Linked DNA regions of Macaca mulatta: region 2 is linked to region 1. Evidence: chromatin contacts called from public Hi-C data. All regions are on one chromosome and are shown on one strand. The core of a region is the stretch at or near the end of the contact, and the rest is flanking DNA. Distances in the headings are between cores, read along the strand shown. Region 1 holds the start of MANF (mesencephalic astrocyte derived neurotrophic factor). Region 2 holds the start of TEX264 (testis expressed 264, ER-phagy receptor).

Region 1 (5,175 bases), core at 1,201-3,700:
ACAGCAACCCGCTTCAGGCCATAGGGACCACCACTCAGGGTTTGGGGCTGGCAGGAGGGCAGTTTCTCCAGTCTCCCCAGTCTGTTGGTGTCTTTATAGGAAACTATAAAGCAGAGCAGTGGTGTCTTTAGAAGAAACTCATTCAAGTCAGGGCACTGATTTTCCTCTCAGTTTATTATTTGGGGGGATCGGGTCAGGTGGGTATAGTAGTACTTCACCAGGGTGCTTTTAAGTTACTTTAAAAAAAAAAAAAAGCCTACAAAATATTTCTTTTCTTTTATTTGCTCAAGTTCACATTAATGATGGTCACAAGGCTGCCTTGTTGGGCAGGCATGTTGCCCCCATTTCCTCTTCTGCTGGCCTGTGTGACCTCCACAGCCAGGCCCTGGGCCCGAGCCCCTCGTCCCTTCTCCACTGCCCCTATTTCCAGACAGTAAAGGCCATGGTCAGGGTGTTTTTCACTTGTAAACAAACCCCAGCTTGTTTAACAGAAATGCTAATAACCTACTGGGAAAGATGGAGGTCTAAATTACCTTCAGGGTTTTTCTGGGGCTTTATCATCAGTGTGGGTCCCTTCTGATACCATTAGGCTCACTCCAGGCAGAGTGGGGCAGAAGGCTGCTGAGGATGTGGGTCAGTCACAGCAGCCCTCACCTCAAAGGGCTGGCCTGCTTCTCAGCCTACATTTATTTGCAAGCTTCAATCTCTGGAGCATCTGGTGTTCACAGGTGTTAGAGGGTCGGGGCTAGCTTCAGATTTGATTCATAGGTAGGAGGGCTTAGATTTTAAGGCACTTCTGAACGTCAATCCCTGGACAAGGCAGTCATCCCATAAGAACAGCTACCTTCTCCACTTCGTGGCACAAGAGGTAAGGAGGGGAGTATGGGTTCATTTGGCTTCGCATTATGCAAGTTGAAACCGTTTGTTTCCCCTTTCCATTTTCCCTAACTGAATGAAAAGGACACATTCTGAAATCCCTTTTGTTGGAGAATTATTCAGTCTGAGGGGAAATGGGAGGCCAGAGATGAGAACCCTTTGAGAAGATTGTAAAATACTGATTTTCATTCTTTCAAGCTTATTTGTAAATACCTATTTGAATGCTGTGTATTTGTACAGGAATTTGAGCAAAAAATGTATAGAGTGTGATGTCCAATTGGTATTCAGCACTATAAATGTGTTTTTAACCTCACGCATTCTGTGCTTATTTAAAACAAGAAAACTTCTAACCATTCTTTTGTGTATTCATGTTTAAAGAAAACAAGTGATTTAAAAATGATCTTACCTGTACCAGAAAAGCAAAGTTAAAGGAAACAAAATTTGTACCATTGTCCCAAGAGGTATTTTACTGTATATATTGTGGTAGCATGTTCAAAATCCAACAAGTAATGTGAATTTTAGATGTAAATATCTGCCACTTGATTTTTTCCCCCTTTCCCCACTTCCTTGACTGCTGTGATGTGAATTAAAGATGAATATCTGATAATGATCCACTGAATTCACTGAATGGGAGCGGAGGATGTGCCCCTCTCCAACCCTTGTCGCCGGGCTCCAAGCCCTTTTTAGCCCCATAGACATGTCCTTTTTGCACTGAGTAGAGCCAACCCTTCCCCAACGCAGGAAGCCAGGGGGGCACTTGAAAGGAGGGCAGTCGAAATGGAAACATCCTCCAGTGCTTCTCTGCTGATCCCCGGGACCCCACTCAGGAGGCCCCTCAGCAACAGGGGACCCCGAAGGCCTAGCGGGGAGGCAGGAGAAGGCGGGCCAGCCACTGAGCCACGCTTCTGAGCTTGTAAGGGCACCTCCCGAGCCCCTCACCTTCCCACGCTGAGGCGACCCCATATCCTCGACCGATGATCCGGCCCGGGCGCTGCCCTCCACGGTCTAGAGTGGCGGCCCAGCTTTGAGATTGGCGCGCCTTGAGCCCTTCCTCCGGATGTCCCGCAGTCCGTCCACCCCGCACGTCTCCTGTCAGCCTACGCACGGCGGGCTCTGGTCAGGTGGAGGTTCAGCAGATGGGCTTCCAAAGGTTGGGTCCGTTGCCCACGCGTAGGAAAGAAGAAAAAAGGAAAGAAACTTTTGAGTCTTGCCTGCGGTCGCCCGCCCTCCCTGCCTAACCTGCTGTCTTGGCTGACCCCAGAACAACTGCGCCACGAGTCGGAGTCCGGGCGAGGAAATCCGCAGGGTTTTTCGAGCAAGCCTGGGGCCCAGAGCAGGGGTACGCGGGTCAACTCAACAGATGTAAGGCAGTGGCGAACCCCATTTCAGCTAGCGGTACCCAGCCTCAGTAGAGTCGCTGCCCTTACCCAATATGGTGGCCCACGCCGCTTCCGTCGCTGCTGTAGCCGCTTCCTGCGGCCGGCCCGGGTTCAATCAGCGGCCGACAACTGTCTAGGGCTCAGACACCACCAGCCAATGAGGGAGGGTAGCGTGGAGCCGCCCGTCTGGGCTCCACGGCTTATGGACCAATGGAGATGTGGCGTGTGGGAGGGCGCGGAGGGCCCCCCGCCAATGGGGAGCTACGGCGCGCGGCCGGGACTTGGAGGCGGCGCGGCGCGGCGGGTGCGGTTTAGTCGGTCGGCGGCGGCAGCAGCGGCGGAGGAGGAGGAGGAGGATGTGGGCTACGCAGGGGCTGGCGGTGGCGCTGGCTCTGAGCGTGCTGCCGGGCGGCCGGGCGCTGCGGCCAGGCGACTGCGAAGGTGCTGGATGGGGGGCCTGGGGCCGCGCTCCGTGACCGTTCTGGCGACGGCGCTGAACCCCACAAAATCACCAGACGGCGGGGGCCAAGAGGGCGGGGGCGAGGGCGGGGGCGGGGGCGACGGGGGGTCCCGGCGGGGCCTGCACGAGGAGGCTTCGGCGCCCGCCCTAGTAAATCTTGCCCGGGCCTAGAAAACATTGGTCCGACGAGGAAAAGTTGAGACTAGATCCCGTTGAAAACTTGGCCTGAAATCTCCATCACGCCTGAGTTATTGTCCCCACCACCGTCCAGAGGTTACCGCTCCCCGTCCGACGTCGGGAGCCCCAGGGCTGGCCGTGGGTGCTGCGCCCTGTCTGTTGGGATCACGAAGCTGCACCTCTGGGTGCGCTGTTGTATTTGGAAATTAGCAGCAGCATTTTGATGGTTTTTCTCCTCACCTTCCAGTCTCTCCATTTACGAGGTCACAGTGAGTCCCGTCTCAAGGACACGTGTTCACCATGGGCTTAAACTTGATGAAAGGAGCAGGGAGGAGTCGTTTATAGGTCATTGGGTGATGCTTGGTCTTTTGATTACCTGGGTGTACCAGGGGACCCCTGCCACCTTGAACCGGGTTCCGTCTACCTGTAGGCAACTGAGAAAAATCGGTGATGGAAAAGCTCACCTCTAATGATTCATCCTCATGTCTCCTATTAAAATTGTTGGCGGAGTTCCTTCCTGGTGGATTGGAACAGCTTGGTGATTGCTGAGCATCTCCCGTCCCTCTCTTTTCCAGTTTGTATTTCTTATCTGGGAAGATTTTACCAGGACCTCAAAGACAGAGATGTCACATTCTCACCAGCCACTATTGAAAACGAGCTTATAAAGTTCTGCCGAGAAGCAAGAGGCAAAGAGAATCGGTTGGTAAGTAGTTGGTGACCCTCCCCAACTGGCCCTGGCTCATGTTAACCCTCAGCTTCACTAGCCTTTTGATAAAAGGCCTTGCCCGCCTGTCTATTCAGGAAGCCAGCTACTCTCCATAAACTAACGTGAGACTGAAGTGTTTCTATGTCCTTCCCAAAGCAGGCATGTATTCTGCAACTGTGATTTTTTTTTAATCCTGTTAGTCCTTATTAAGCACCTACTATGTGCTGGGCACTGGGAGTATCAGGGGAAAGAAGTGACAGTCAGGCACACAAATAATGCAGTGTCTGGGTGTCATGAAGAAAATGGACCATTAGGTGCTGATTTAGAGTGGCCATGAAGTCTCTGAGGAAAGGTTATCATTGAAGTGAGATAAGAACATCCCATACAGGAAACAGCAGTGTGAGTGCCCAGAGGCCTGAACGAGTTTGGCATGTATGTGGACAGGAGAAGGTGACAGGGTGCCCACAGGATAGGCAAGGGCCAAATCAAGACAAGAGCCCTAGTGAAGCAATGGGTTTTCTAACTTTAATTTCCCTGGCAGTCTCTGGCTTATCTGTTAAAGGTTTGAACCCTGGTGACATTTAAACTCATTTGGTGGCTGCCAGCTTGGACTGAGCATGTGTTAAGAGTCCAGGGTTTACACTGACTGAATCTGACTACCAGTACAGGCAGGGCACTGAAAAATGCAGCTGTGGGCCAGGTGCGGTGGCTCATGCCTGTCATCCTAGCACTTTGGGAGGCCAAGGTGGGAGGATTGCTTGAGCTTAGGAGTTTGAGATCAGCCTGAGCAAAGTGGTGAAATCCCATCTCCACAAAAAAATGTTTAAGCTGGGCACGGTGGCTCACACCTGTAATCCCAGCACTTTGGGAGACCGAGGTGGGTGGATCACCTGAGGTCAGGAGTTCAAAACCAGCCTGGCCAACATGGCAAAACCCCGTCTCTACTAAAAAATACAAAAATTAGCCAGGCATGGTGGCAGGCGTCTCTAATCCCAGCTACTCAGGAGGCTGAAGCAGGGAGAATTGCTTGAACCTGGGAGGCAGAGGTTGCAGTGAGCCGAGATCATGCCACTACACTCCAGCCTGGGTGACAGAGCGAAACTCTGTCTCAAAAAAAAAAAAAAAGTTTTAATTAGCTGGATGTGGTGGCCCACACTGGTAGACCCAGCTACTAGGGTGGCTGAGTGGGAAGGATCACCACCCAACAGATTGAAGCTGCAGGGAGTCATGATCGTGCCACTGCATTCCAGCCTGGGCGACAGGGGGACCCTATCTCAAAAAAAAAAAGTTAGGCCCTACCAGAGAGATGATGTTTCAAGGTGTCAGTATGTTTGGAGGCGATGGCTCTCAAGCACCTCCTGAAGGCCACTGTCCTTTCTTGATGCAGTGCTACTATATCGGGGCCACAGATGATGCAGCCACCAAAATCATCAATGAGGTATCAAAGCCTCTGGCCCACCACATCCCTGTGGAGAAGATCTGTGAGAAGCTTAAGAAGAAGGACAGCCAGATCTGTGAGCTAAAGTATGGTGAGTACGCCTAGTCCTTACTTAATGAATGCTGTGCACCTTCTGGGT
Region 2 (5,175 bases), core at 904-3,403, 290 kb after region 1:
ATCACGAGGTCAGGAGATTGAAACCATCCTGGCAAAACATGGTGAAACCCCGTCTCTACTAAAAATGTAAAAAAAAAAATAAGCCGGGCGTGGTGGTGGGGGCCTGTAGTCCCAGCTTCTTGGGAGGCTGAGGCAGGAGAATGGTGTGAACCTGGGAGGCGGCGGAGCTTGCAGTGAGTGGAGATCGCGCCACTGCACTCCAGCCTGGGCGACAGAGCGAGACTCTGTCTCAAAAAAAAAAAAAAAAAGATTGGGAGTGGAGGGTGGTAGCAGGTGGCTGGGCGAACTTGTTTCCTCCAACTTGTTACAAGGGGTTGGAGTAAAGAAAGTGCCTTGCAGAGTAGGCTGCTGCCTCCTGGTGGCCAGCCGCTGCCTTGCAGGGATCCTGCCAAGGGACTTCACTTGGCACTGTTGGAAGCAGCCTGAGGTGAAGCTGGGCAGGCTGATGTGATGGCCTGCAGCTCCAGTCACCAGCGGACTCTCCTTCCACAAAAGAGGTGCTGAAGCTCCTGAGGCACATGCTGAACTCTGATGTGGGGCTCTAGAGTTCCCCAGTCAGGCTAAAGGAAGTGAGCAGAGAGAACAAGATAAAGAATGGGCACCTCCTTATAATGGTTTCCTGGGAAAAGCTCACCACCTTCTGAGAAGCAGGAGAAATGACCACGCAGACCCCGAAGGCAGAGGCTGTCAGTCTCTGAGCCTGGGCCATGGCCGCTCGTTGTGTCAAAGGAAATGCTTCTAAGTGTGTAGCCCGCCTGCCTGGGGCACCTAAGCTGAGGGTTTGACCATGTGCTTGATGTTCATAGGTAAAACAACTGCTGCGACCTGCACTGGCCCAGCCCGGAGTGCCTGTGAGGGTCCAGCTGCCTGTTCTGCCAGTGTGCCTAGAGAGCTGGGACAGGCTTGGCCCTGTAGATAAAGTTCAATCTCCCCTGCCTGCAGAAGGAAGAATGTGAAGCACAGGGAAAGGAAGCTGGGATTCTGACTGCCTCTGTGTGCCCAGCCTGCTCTTTGCTGGTGCAGTAGTGGGGATCCACAAGGTGAACCACCCTGTGACTGCTGACTTTTCCCACCACCACCTTCGTGGTGTTCCCATCTGCTGGATCCCCTCCCAAACATCAGTCCTTGTCAGGATACCAAAGTAGCTCTTGGCCTCGCCGGTCTTGTAGCCAAGCTTAGAAGCATAGTTGTCACGTTCCCCACCTCCCACCAAAAGTCCGGGACTCTCACTAGGGGAGCGTTTTATCTTTGGGCCCCTAGAAGAGTGCTTTGTAGTTTGTAGGTCCTCAGAAATTTGAGGCGAAGATTGAACCAATCATCAAGGAGCTTACACTTGATGTGGGAATCACGTAAGTTATCGCTAAACCAGAAAAGTAGACCAGCCTCCCCCAGCTACAACCCGGGCACTGAGGGAGGAGCCTGGAAGAAGGGCATTCCCATGGAACGTGAACTCCAGGAGGGCGGTGCCTTGGTTTTGTTCACTCTATCCCCAGCCCCTAGAACTGTCCTGGCAAGGAGTGATAATAAGTGTTGCATGGATGAATGTACTCACGGAAGTGGGAATGGGTGGACAGAGGCAGGAAGCAGATATTTGCACTACGCAGAGATTGGATCCACCAGTTTCTTCCGCGAGCCCAGACTGGGCTTCAGCTTCCTCAGCTGTGTATGCCTTGCTTGGTTCCCAAGTCTGTTGTGAAGCCACAGTGAGAGAAAGTGGCAGGACTAAAGGTGGTACAAATGCCAGAGGCTGATACTGCTGTGCTGCACCTCCTTAGCCTGTACAAATTCTCCTCAGCCCCAGCTCCCTGGTCCCCAGCCTGGCCCTCTACTGCGGACCACTGGGGTGCCTCCCGTACCCAAGCCTGGGCCAGGCTGTCATTATGGTGCTCCTGGCAACCCAGATGCCGGGGGGTGTTGCTAAATCAACCTCAGCAACCGGATAGTTTGTTGGAGGCGGGAAGGTACGCCGTGGGTTCCGCCGCAGCTGGCGCTGGGACTAGGCGCACGCCCGTTGCCATGGAGACGGGGCGGGGCAGGCTCCGCTCTCGGGTTCCCGCGCGCACGCGCCCACGGCCACGGCCACGTCCCGCCGCGAGAGGGGGCGGAGCGAGCGTGCGCGGCGGGCGCGCGCAGGCTCCGTAACCGAGCCCTGAGCCGCCTGCGCGGATCGGCGTCCGCAGCGGGCGGCTGCTGAGGTGAGGGCCGGGCCAGAGAAGAGGCATACCCGCTGGGGCGTAGGTCTGGGACCCCTGTCCGCCCTGGCGCGACCTCAGGACTCCCCGTGTCCCCTCCGTGACCCCCGCGGCCCGGGCCGCTCTTTGCATCGTCTTGCCCACAGATGGCCTCGGGTCCGAGGGCCTGGATGCGACGTTGGGGCAGCCCCTACTCTTACGGGCAGCCCACTGCGGCGGCCACCGGTGCAGGGCATGCCCCGGGGCCGTGGAGGTGGGGGAAAGAGGCGCGAGTCGCGTTTTAACTCCGCCCCTGTCCCCCAAGGCCGCGCCTCGCAGCCTGGGCTGCAAACTTTAGCGTCCCTTAAGTTACAGATGTGCGTGGGGCTCCGTGAGGAGGTGGGCGAAGAGAAAGGCTCTGAGTAAATAGGCGAGGCCCGGGATGAGCAGGGGCTGGAATCCGAAAGTGGGAGGCGGCGGTCCCCGACCCACCATAGTCCACCCGCTGCCTGCTAGCACCGAAGTTTAGCCTAGGACTGGGGCCGTTTAAGGGCCCGGCCCTCCGCCGCCTCGCATGTGAGCGGCACCAGGAAGCCGGCTGGGCGCAGCCATCCCTGACGCTCGCCGGCACCGGCCGCACGCGTTCATGCCGGGCCTCCGAGCGGAGGGGAAACCGAGGCTAGAGGGAGGGCGCAGTCTGCCCAAGGTCGGCGGCAGCGGCAGTTTCTGAGCGCCAAGTGTGGTTGGAGCCCTCCAGGAAGAGGGGCGTGACCAGAGCTCCAGTGAAGAGCCCTGACCTTGTAAAGCTAGGTTTAGCTTCTGATTTCCCCCAAAGGGTTTGAGAATGGGACGACGGTGCTTTAGAGGCCCCGGTAGGCTTTCCCTGAGGAGGGTAGTCAGGGCACGATGGTCGGCTCAGTGGTTATTTCCTGGGCAGGGGTGGCTGTTCTTTCAGCTCCCAGCACTGGAGCGCTCGGCTCCTGCCGCACTGGATGCAAGCAGTTACTAAAAGTGAGCCTGGCATTTCAGGTGAACTCCCAGACCGTCTTCCTTTACTTTTGAATATAGGGGAAATTCATGTTACGCCTCCCCGTGCCGACCAAGCCTCTGAGACGCACAGGTGCATTCCCCCCCCCCCCCTTTCTGAGCAGTTTGGGAAGTGAGAGGAAGAGAAAGGTAGATACTAAGTTTCCTTGAGGAGACAGGAAGTGTTCAGCTGAAATGGCAGATCAGGGTGAGAGTCTGTCATTCCCAAGGCAAGTGGGGGCCTAGATGCTGAGAGTTTTCCAGCTTTGGGCTCAGAGATGTCCAACAAGGATTTAATGCTTGAGCCTTTCTGGAAGCCAGTCACCAGAGAAGAGAGAGAAAGTGGAAATGGGGGCCTGGAGTCAGAGTGTCTGGGCTTGTGTTGCCTGCATTTTGGTCCACGTGGCTCTGTTTAATACCTGTGTTACCTTAGGCAAGTCTCTTAACCTCTAACCACTTGTACCTTTAGCCTTACCTACCTCTTGATTGCTTTAAGGTAATGAAGTAGCTGTGTTTCAACATTTAGACAGTTCCTGGCATATAGTAAGTGTTCTGTGGAAGATTTCTCATCATTATCAAATAAAATTGGAATGAAAGTAACTGGAGATGAGATGAGTAGGACAGGCAGAAAAGAGAGAGATACTGATGGGTAGAAGCACAGATGGGTGAGACTAGTGGGCAACACCTCAATTTCCTGACACAAAAAGTTTAGAAATTTACTTTGCCTCTTTGTGAGCAAATACTGTGTGCTCATTGACTCCAAAGACGGTTTTTTTTTTTTTTTTTTTTTTTTGCATAAAATCAACACCCAGCACCCACAGGGAAGAAATAATTACACAGAGCTAAGTTTTCCACAAAGCTGCAGTGTGGCCTTTTCAGCTTCAAAACTTTTTAAATGTTAAATATTACTTTTAAATAATTGAGGTGGGAATGTCCCCCCAGTGGGTCACATGGCTCCCTTCCTCTTTAAACAGTCTTCTCTGGGCTGTGATTTATTCCCCCCGCCTGGGCAACTCAGGTCAAGCCCTCCTTGTAAGAGGGTTAGGCCTCTGACCCCAAGCTGCCTGAAGACCTAGGCAGCCTGCCTTGAATAGCTCACACACTGGCCTCTGTGTTACGTTCCTGGGCCTGCTGTTGAACAGCTTCTTTTCCTCTTATGGATAATTTTTACTTCTTCCTGCTATGCGACTCCCCTTTTAGCAGCCTTTTCCTCTTACTCCTCACTGTTTCTTCTATGGGCTGGAAAATTGGGATGAAGCTTGTTAACATTGGTGGTTCAAGTCTGGGAAGCTTAGTGTTGGACTTTGTTCTAGCTGTTCAGGCCGTTTTGCTCTGGTCTTTCCTCTGGTTCTGGATGGGTGAGCTTGCTGGATTGCAAGGTCCCTGAAGGCCAGATGTACTTAGAAAAGGAGAGTTTCTTATGGAATTCTCTTCCTGAGGCACATTTTCCCTCACGGGTTTTTGTTCGGTATGGTTTGTCTCCCTGTTCATTAATAAGTGTTTGAACCCTAGCATTTGCCAGTCCTCCCTCTGGCAGTCCTCCCTGAGGCTTGGGGAGGCTGGGCTGGTGGCGTGGTTCAGCTGTGGGGAGGAAGAGGTAATGTGGAGGAAAGGCAGGCTGGCTGGTATCTGGTGCATCTTGGGGGAGACTTTTCAGGGCCAGGAGTATGTCTCTGGCTGACTCATTCCTGTGCCCCTCTATGACTCAGTTTCCCCAGGTATGACCAGGGCTGCCAGCTCACAGGTAGAGCTGCTCTGAGATCCTCACCAACTGCGATTAAGAAATAAAGAGGCTTGTGGCTTCAGTCATCCTTTGTAGCTCCCTTCTAGGTCACTCTGTGTGTAAACACCTCTGGCCCCTCCCCTCTCTGGGTCAGAGCACCCAAGGCAGGACTGAGGAGGTTGGGCCAGAACTGCTTGGCGGGCAGGTGGGCACATTGTCAGAGCAGGCTACCAGCCTCCTCTCCCTTCTTTCTCC

What was found. A called contact is a pair of places that touch in the nucleus more often than the background predicts.
Region 2: a Hi-C map of CD4 T cells shows a contact between it and region 1, with 4 times the contacts expected there. The contact joins the promoter of TEX264 here to the promoter of MANF in region 1. A contact is called at or near these places in 4 of 14 Hi-C or Micro-C datasets (CD4 T cells, fetal cortex germinal zone, fetal cortical plate and 1 more).

The regions. Positions count from the first base shown.
Region 1 is chr2:114,855,115-114,860,289 of T2T-MMU8v2.0, forward strand. It overlaps MANF (mesencephalic astrocyte derived neurotrophic factor), which reads left to right and starts at 2,451. Exons shown (of 5, transcript XM_015130831.2): 1 at 2,451-2,496; 2 at 2,499-2,696; 3 at 3,468-3,595; 4 at 4,986-5,127. The coding sequence starts at 2,466. LOC114676355 (a long non-coding RNA gene) reads right to left here and starts at 2,031. Exons shown (of 2, transcript XR_003727309.2): 1 at 1,816-2,031. It overlaps DOCK3 (dedicator of cytokinesis 3), which reads left to right. Exons shown (of 54, transcript XM_077992951.1): 54 at 1-137.
Region 2 is chr2:115,141,066-115,146,240 of T2T-MMU8v2.0, forward strand. TEX264 (testis expressed 264, ER-phagy receptor) reads left to right here and starts at 2,154. Exons shown (of 5, transcript NM_001266193.1): 1 at 2,154-2,195.